2 separate regions of the Rattus norvegicus genome follow, and region 1 is linked to region 2. The links are chromatin contacts, called in public Hi-C maps. All regions are on one chromosome and are shown on one strand. The core of a region is the stretch at or near the end of the contact, and the rest is flanking DNA. Distances in the headings are between cores, read along the strand shown.

Evidence for each region. Hi-C and Micro-C count contacts between places; a contact is called where the count stands out from the background.
Region 1: a Hi-C map of Schwann cells shows a contact between it and region 2, with 2.9 times the contacts expected there. The contact joins the enhancer-like site here to the promoter of Duox1 in region 2. A contact is called at or near these places in 3 of 12 Hi-C or Micro-C datasets (Schwann cells, kidney and liver).

Annotation. Positions count from the first base shown.
Region 1 is chr3:129,747,533-129,751,246 of GRCr8, reverse strand. Duox1 (dual oxidase 1) reads right to left here. Exons shown (of 33, transcript NM_153739.2): 31 at 3,591-3,714; 32 at 3,368-3,496; 33 at 2,086-2,736. The coding sequence ends at 2,614. Shf (Src homology 2 domain containing F) reads left to right here. Exons shown (of 4, transcript XM_039106536.2): 4 at 476-1,344. The coding sequence ends at 501. Among named protein-coding and RNA genes, the nearest start is that of Shf, 21 kb to the left of the region's middle. Within about 2 kb of position 1,361, at least 45 of the 93 cell types and tissues checked have an H3K27ac peak or open chromatin away from gene starts, as enhancers often do. A contact at or near this core is called in Schwann cells and liver, where this site is marked.
Region 2 is chr3:129,714,010-129,717,627 of GRCr8, reverse strand. Duox1 (dual oxidase 1) reads right to left here and starts at 1,632. Exons shown (of 33, transcript NM_153739.2): 1 at 1,544-1,632. The coding sequence starts at 1,601. It also overlaps a transcript of Duoxa1 not described here.

The sequences.
Region 1 (3,714 bases), core at 112-2,611, 34 kb before region 2:
CTCAAGAAGGGGCGCTGAGCATAAGGCAGGGCTGCAGTTCAGTTGGTAAGGTGCTTGCTAGAATGTACAAAGCCCTGGGTTCTGTGTTCAGCACCCCATAAACTGGCACACACCTGTAATTAAGAGGTAGAGACAGAGGCTAGCCTGACCTACATGAATCTGTCTCAAAAAACCAGGTAGGGTTAAACTGGCCTTAGCCAGAGGCTGATGGGCTAGGATCACAGAATTGGAGGGTGGAGGTCACTGCTCTCTCTACCAGCACACACCCTGTATACTCACCACACACACATTCTTGGCACACCCAATGTCCTCACCACAAAGCCAGTGCCTCATGCTACCTACTCAACCCTCTCCTCCTCACCATCCCTTCCCTAGCCACTTCCCACTTGAAGCTGGCTTTGGAACCACACTTGCTGGGAGGGTGGTAGGGCACTAGGAGGAACCCCTGGTCACCAGGATCCCTTTCTCTTCCTAGGAGCAGTCAGGGCTTCATGCACATGAAGCTGTCTCGGACCAAGGAACACAAGTATGTGCTGGGCCAGAACAGCCCACCCTTCAGCAGCGTCCCTGAAATCGTGCACCACTATGCCAGCCGAAAGCTGCCCATTAAGGGAGCGGAACACATGTCCCTGCTCTACCCTGTGGCCATCCGGACTCTGTAGATGTGAGACCAGGGCAGTATGATAGACCTGGACCCAGCCCTTGTCACCTGCACGAGGGCTGCGGTTCTTGCTAAGGACATGATGTCAGAAACTTGGCTTCCCCTTGTCCTAGGATCTAGTAGGCGCTGAAGATTCCTTAATTTATTATAAAGGGGAGGGAATCATGGGCCTTGGAATAAAGGGGCTGTGTGGAGCTGGGAACAGAGGAAAGCCTGAGGAGGAAAGGATCTTCCCGCCCCGGTCAGACACTAGGGAGGAAGTGGCGACCTCCCGCACGACCCACCCTCCGCCCCTTCCCTCTTCGGTCCCCCAGCCCCTGTCCCCAGAGTGCCCGCCCGGGCTCCCAGCCAGAAGCTCGGCCAGGCAGAACCGCGGCAGCCGGCGCCGCCCAGAGACTGACGGGAGGGGGCGGGGAGCGAGCCAGACTATAAATCGGCGCTGGAGCCGACGCCGGCCGCCTGCGAAAAGCACTTTCCGAGCATCCACTCGCTTTCCTTTGACCAAACGTCTCCCCCCGCTGCAAACGCAGGGCGGGGGCTGCCCGGGCTGCGTCGCTCCTGCCATTGCTCCCGAGCGAGCACAGCTTCCCGCCAGAAGCCGTTTGTCCGGGACGCGGGAGGCGCCGAGAGACAAAGAGGCAGCGCGCCTGGCTGACGACGAAGGCGGCGCTGCCACGCGGAAAGCGCGCGCAAGCCTGACTGACTAGGCGCGCCGAGTCCCTTTCCCTTAGCTCCCTCTGGTGGCCGGGCCCCACGCACCTCAGCCGACGCCCGTGGGTTCCGGGTCTTCTCGCTCCTCCACAGACAAGTTCTGTGGGGGCCAGACAGACGCCCTCGGGACGGTGGTTCTGTTAGGACGACCTGAGGCCCCTTACTTCAACCCAGGTCCGCGGCACTGGTGTGTGCCTTGATTCAGTTGGGAGTTTCTCCAAAGTGAGGGTGTGTGATCTGAGAAACCAGGGAGTAGATGGAATCATTTGGCATTGGGCAGCTTTTCAGAAATTCTCCGAGAGTTGCTCTGCTTTTGAGTGACCGGAAGAGAACTCACCATTTTGCATATCAGGAAACAGACCTGGGGCAGTTAGGAGACTTCTGTCTCCTCGTGTTGCCCAGAAGACCTTGTCTGGGGCAGAGCTAGAATAGCTAATGCCTTGGAGGAAGTCAGGCTGACTGCAGCTCCCTGGGACTCCTCTGTCCTTCCTGACCGCTATCAGCAGCCTCACACAGTCCAGCGTGAGGAAGGGGACCCTCCCCCGCCCCAGGAGGAGGGAAGAGACCTCCATTGGGGTATTCAGCCTTTGCCGCTTTTATTCGGTAGTGAGACATTGGCAAAGCCCACTGGGTGGATGATTTCCTTAGCTTCACCCTAACCTGAGACAGAAAGAAAAAGAAACCCCCGAAGAGGGAAACACCGTTTATTTGCAAAAGAGAGGGAGAGAGGTCTGGAGGGCACTGCTCCAGGAGGTTAGTGGGTACAGAAGGGTCTGACTACATTTTAAAGTTCGAGAGATCAGTTGTGCGGTTAGGCTGGTCTTTCTGTAAGTGGCCCCTGGCTACTCTAGACATCTCCCAACCATTTTGAAGACAGGAAGAACAGAGTGAAGAGGACTCAAAGATGCCAGCATCCATACTACACTCAGACTCAATTACCTACACACACTTGACAGGTTGTCTGCTGAAGTTTTGCGACTCTCACATTGTCCCATCCCCAAACCTCCCCTACTTCAGAACCTGTAGTTCTTAAACATTGCTCTTTCTCCGAGCTCAGCTCACGACACACTCTGGCCCTAGAGATCTCTGAGCCCACATATGATGCCTGAGCATGGCTGTCTGGATCAAGTTGGCAGGTGGGAAGGGCCAAGGCTGAGGTGGCCAGAAAGGAAGAGCACTGGGTTGAGGCACAGGCCAAAGCCCCTGCTGTCCTCGCAGGGCAGAGTGGGCATAGTTGCTGGCTAGAAGTTCTCATAATGGTGAGAGAAGTGAGTCCTATCCTGCTTGTTGATGAGCTGACAGGCCTTCTCCACGTTCTTGGTCATGCCAGGGGGACCACAGCTAAATACTCCAATCTTTCGCACCTGTTGGAGGAGGAAGAGCCAAAGGGGAACACAATTGCTGCTATAGCTGGGTCAGTATTCAAAACAATAGCCAGGTTCATGCTCCTGGTGCAGGCTAGTGTTTTGGTCCTGTTAAAGACCATTCAGTGTTCACACTGAAGATTTATTTTGTACCATGTGTAGTGAGGGCTGGCTCACAGTCTAGCTCAATGTTATGAGTGCTAGGTCGGTATAAAAGGTCCAGCCAAACCAATGTTCAAATGAGGGACAGCTTGGTGAATATGATATCTGTGGTCAGCCCACTCACTGTTCACCATAAAAATTAGTCCCACATCCAGGAAAAGAGCTGGCTTAGTAGCAACGGTAAGTGTAGCCCTGAGTGTATAGTGTATAGTGTATTATTGGGCTCTTCTGTTTAGTGGATGAACTTAGGCTTCAGAGTTGGCAAATCTCTGTGCCCTTCATCCTTCCTCCTTTACTGTCTTCCTGCCTTAGAATGGCCCTTTATGTTGCTCTAGTCTATAACTTACTAATCTCCCAAGAGATAGATTCTCAGCAGTGGCCAATTGTTCCCTTGATAGAATAGGACTGAACTTTGCTTAGCCCCCAGATGATCAAGGGAGTGGAGAACTAAGATATGAAGTAGACTTACTTGGGGGTGGACCTCCTGCAGAGAGTTGAAAAAGGGCTCAAAGGGAGGGCGACCAAAGTGGGTGACAGAGCGCAGGCCCGTGAACAGACTCCTGTTCAGCACCTTCTGGAAGTGCCTCTCACAGATGTACTGGGGAGTGAGATGGGGGAGGAAGGTCATGGCCAGGACCAACCCTCGACCCTGAGAGCGCCCCGCCTGTCATGGCTGGCTGGCCCTGGCCTACCAGCATGGTGGTCCTGAGGTCAAACTTCTCAGCCAGCTGAGTGATATAGATGTGCACAGACACCAGGTCCCGGCTGTCATTCTCCTCAACTTCCCGGATGATGTCAGCCAGCCACTCAAACTGC
Region 2 (3,618 bases), core at 383-2,882:
GTGAATGGGTGTTTTGCATGCATGTATGTCTAAGTAACACATGATGTCCAGAAGAGGACTACTGATCCCTCAGAACTGGAGTTATGGACAGTTATGTGCTGCCGTGTCAGTACTGGGAATTGAACCCAGGTCCTCTGGACAGCCAGTGCTCTTAACTGCTGAGTCTTCTCTCCAACCCCAATTCCTGTCTATGATGCTACTCTAAAAACTCACAGCTCAAGAGGAACCCTCAGCTGTTGGGGGAGGGGGAGAGGTTACTGAGGAAGCAGGACAAGAAGGCAGGATCTAGAATCCTCTTGGCCAGTAGATTAGGTGACCAGCCAGACACGTTCCCCTAAAACACAGCTAGATTTCTTTTCTACTCACCTGAGAAAACAGAATAAAGCAAAAGGGGCCCCATTGCTCTGAATGTCCTCAGACCAAAGACAGGATTTTCAAGATGTGGGTGATGTATGACACATACAGACACTCATCAAGAAGGAAAATGACTTCACCTGGCTAGGATCTAGGGCAGTAGGACACACACACACACACACACACACACACACACACACACACACACACACACGACCTCCAAAATAAGATGAACAGTAGCAGGCCAAGGGCAGTAACCTTTGGAGAGAGTCTGTCTTGGGGATAAGAGGCACAAACTGGGAGAGAAAATGAAGCCTCGAGGAGGGAGAGTACTGGAATGAACTGAAATGTGCGTGGCGTTAGCAAGGGAGAAGTGTGAAGTCCGCATCACTATCTCGACATTGCCAACCAGGAGAGTCATCTTCATTTATCATCTCCCAAGGTGCAAAAGACTTTCAGGTTTGTTGTTGGTGCTTGTTCTGAGACAGTCTTAAGTAGCCCAGATTGACCTTGAACTCACATACCGGAGGATGACCTTAAATTAATCCTCTTGCCTCTACCTCCAAAGTGCTGGCATAGCTACCATACCCAAACAGAAGCCTGCTCCTTTGACCCTAACCTGTAATATCATGTGTCCTCTCTCCTCAGAGCCCTACACTACAGGGGACAACCACTGATTCTAAAGCTCTCAGACCTCCAAAGCTGGGATTGCTGTGGGTTATACTGTGTTCTGATGAAATTATTTTATTTTGTGCTTTATTTTTTCAACATTGGGGATGAAACCTAGGACCTCATATGTGCTGTGCAAATGCTCTACCACAAAATTATATCCCCCGTTCCAAAGATCATTTTATTTTAAAAAAATTGGTGAGTCCTTTTTAGCTTTGGGTCCAATTTTACTCCAGGAAGCTTTATTGTCCTAGATGTCTATTCAGTCTTTCCTATTTCACGTCAGGAGAACTTACCTCATAAACAAGACAGAAGACGGAGGAGAGAGAAAGGGACCCACACTAGAAACCATTTTCATTCTATTGTCTGCCCATTTACTCAACAACTAGAAACAAGTGCCTGGTATATACAGGGTACTATATCTGTGGGGGATGCAGAAATGATTGACACATCTTTGGAAAAGGCCAGAGGACCTTGGTTCCTCTGATCCTATGCAGCTCTTCCTCTAGTCTGTACTCACCCAAAGAAGCCAGCATCCCAAAAAGGAGGATCCAGGCCACAGCTGAGTAGACTGCCATGATGAAAATAGTAATGGGGGATGAAATGTTGAAATACTTCAGAACAGAGTCCTAGAACAACAGAAGGTAGAAGGATGAACCCTGGGTATTTAAGAGGATCATGATAAGGTGAGGCCCCTAAGAATCAAGACTGGGGAGTTGGATTTGGGGAGCAAAAAGAAAGAGACTCACTCTCTCGGAAGGTCTTTAGTTCATTCAATAAATAACTGACCAACACACGATATGTACGGAACTGACCTCAACTCTCGAGTCAGTGAGGAACAGAACAAAGACCACCCTGCCCTTGTGAACTTTAGTGTCTGAGTATCTGAACACCCTTGCTTTGGTCCAGCTGCCCACAGAGGCTGCTCCATAGCCAGAGCCCAGCATGGGAAGAGGAAGCTGAGGGACTCAGGCAAGGTCTCAGATCTGCTGTTCATCTTCTGTGGGATCTGAGGTAAACCAGTTATCTCATCCAACCCTTATCATCCTCTCCTAGCCAAGGTGGGGAGTGTGCCAGAACTGTTCACTCCACAGAATGATCAGAGTCTGACAGGAGGTTGAGGTTGAATTCAAGCCAAGAAGACTGACAGGTGTAATGCAAATTGGACAGAGGCTGAGGCGTGACTATGACTCCTTTTAGAAAACTCAAATGGAATATCACACCAGCGGCTTGTGTTTCAGTCCTGCCTTCCAGAGGCCAACACATAGGACCACAGGTAAACAGAGGCAGCAGGGGACTCAAGCCAGGACTTCTCTGGCAAAATGTCACTGAAGATGTCCTAAAGATAGCCTGAAGATTGGAGGCAGGATGGTGAAAGACACGTGCTCAGAGAAAGCCCCATCTGCAGCCAGGGCACCTGAATGTGCTATCTAGTTGAAGATGAGAACCCAGCAGGTGACCTCACCCACCCACCCCCCCATCTCCTACTAGACAAGTGTGAAAACCCTGCCCAGCCCAACTCAGGATTCCATCTATCTAGAAGTTCTTTGGAGCTGGGATCTAGAGAACAGAAGCTGGTGTGTTGGGGGTGGTAGAGTGACGGGCCATGGTTGTGCTTCCCTAATCCAAATAGTTTGACCTCCTTTCCCTTCCAATCAAGTCTTCAGGAGCCTGGACTCCAAACGTAGATACATCATTCCATCCCTAACACCCTGTAGGCTTTCAGGATAGACTGTGGGGACAAACTCAGGAGAGTGGCCATGCCAATAACCTCTCTCTGAGTAGGTAGCCCTTAACAGTTTACACAGCCACTTGGGTGTGGTAACTTCCCAAACAATCTGGAAATGAAGGCTCAACTCCAGGACAATGAAGCCCCAGGCAGTGGCAGATCTGGGAGAGTTACAAGTTTGTCTGTTTCTTGTCCACATGGTCATTTTCCCCAAATCAGAGTCTTAGAATTCTGTTGGCCCCGAGGTGGGAAGGAGAGGGAGATGAGTTAAAGCCAGAGATTCCAACCAGAAGACCCAGGGAGTAACTGTATACTGAAGACCAACAAAGTCTCCTTGGCATGATGCGCTCACTGGTGCCAAGAAACCCTCTAGGCCCAAACAAACTAGGTCACTCAACGTTCTCAGGACCAGTTGACCCTGGTTTCTCAAAATGTTGGTGTGCTTAGCTCCCGCCTTAGCAAGGTCCCTTTTAATCTCTGGGGAAAGATTGGAGGTGCACGAGGCTACCATTCCCATTCCGAAGAAAAGGAGGCCCACCCTTTCCCCACTGTCCCCACCCCTAGAGCCCTCTCCCTGGGAGCACCCACTTCCATGGGCCAAGAGAAATGTTCTGGGATCTAACCTTAGCTTCTGGTCGTCCCAGCCTGGGACTGCGGATAGGCTCCGGGCTGTCTCCGGGTTCGCTGTAGCCCGCTCGGTTCTGGCAGCTTCTCCTGCTCTGAGTCCGGGCGGGCGGGGCTGAGGGGGAGGGTGAAGAGCGGACAGCGCGTCCCAGCTTTGGGGCGGGGCACAGTAGGGCGGGATAGAGGCTAGCGCGGGACCCGCGTGAAAGGGGACCGGAGCATGAAAGGTGAGACCGTGTAGG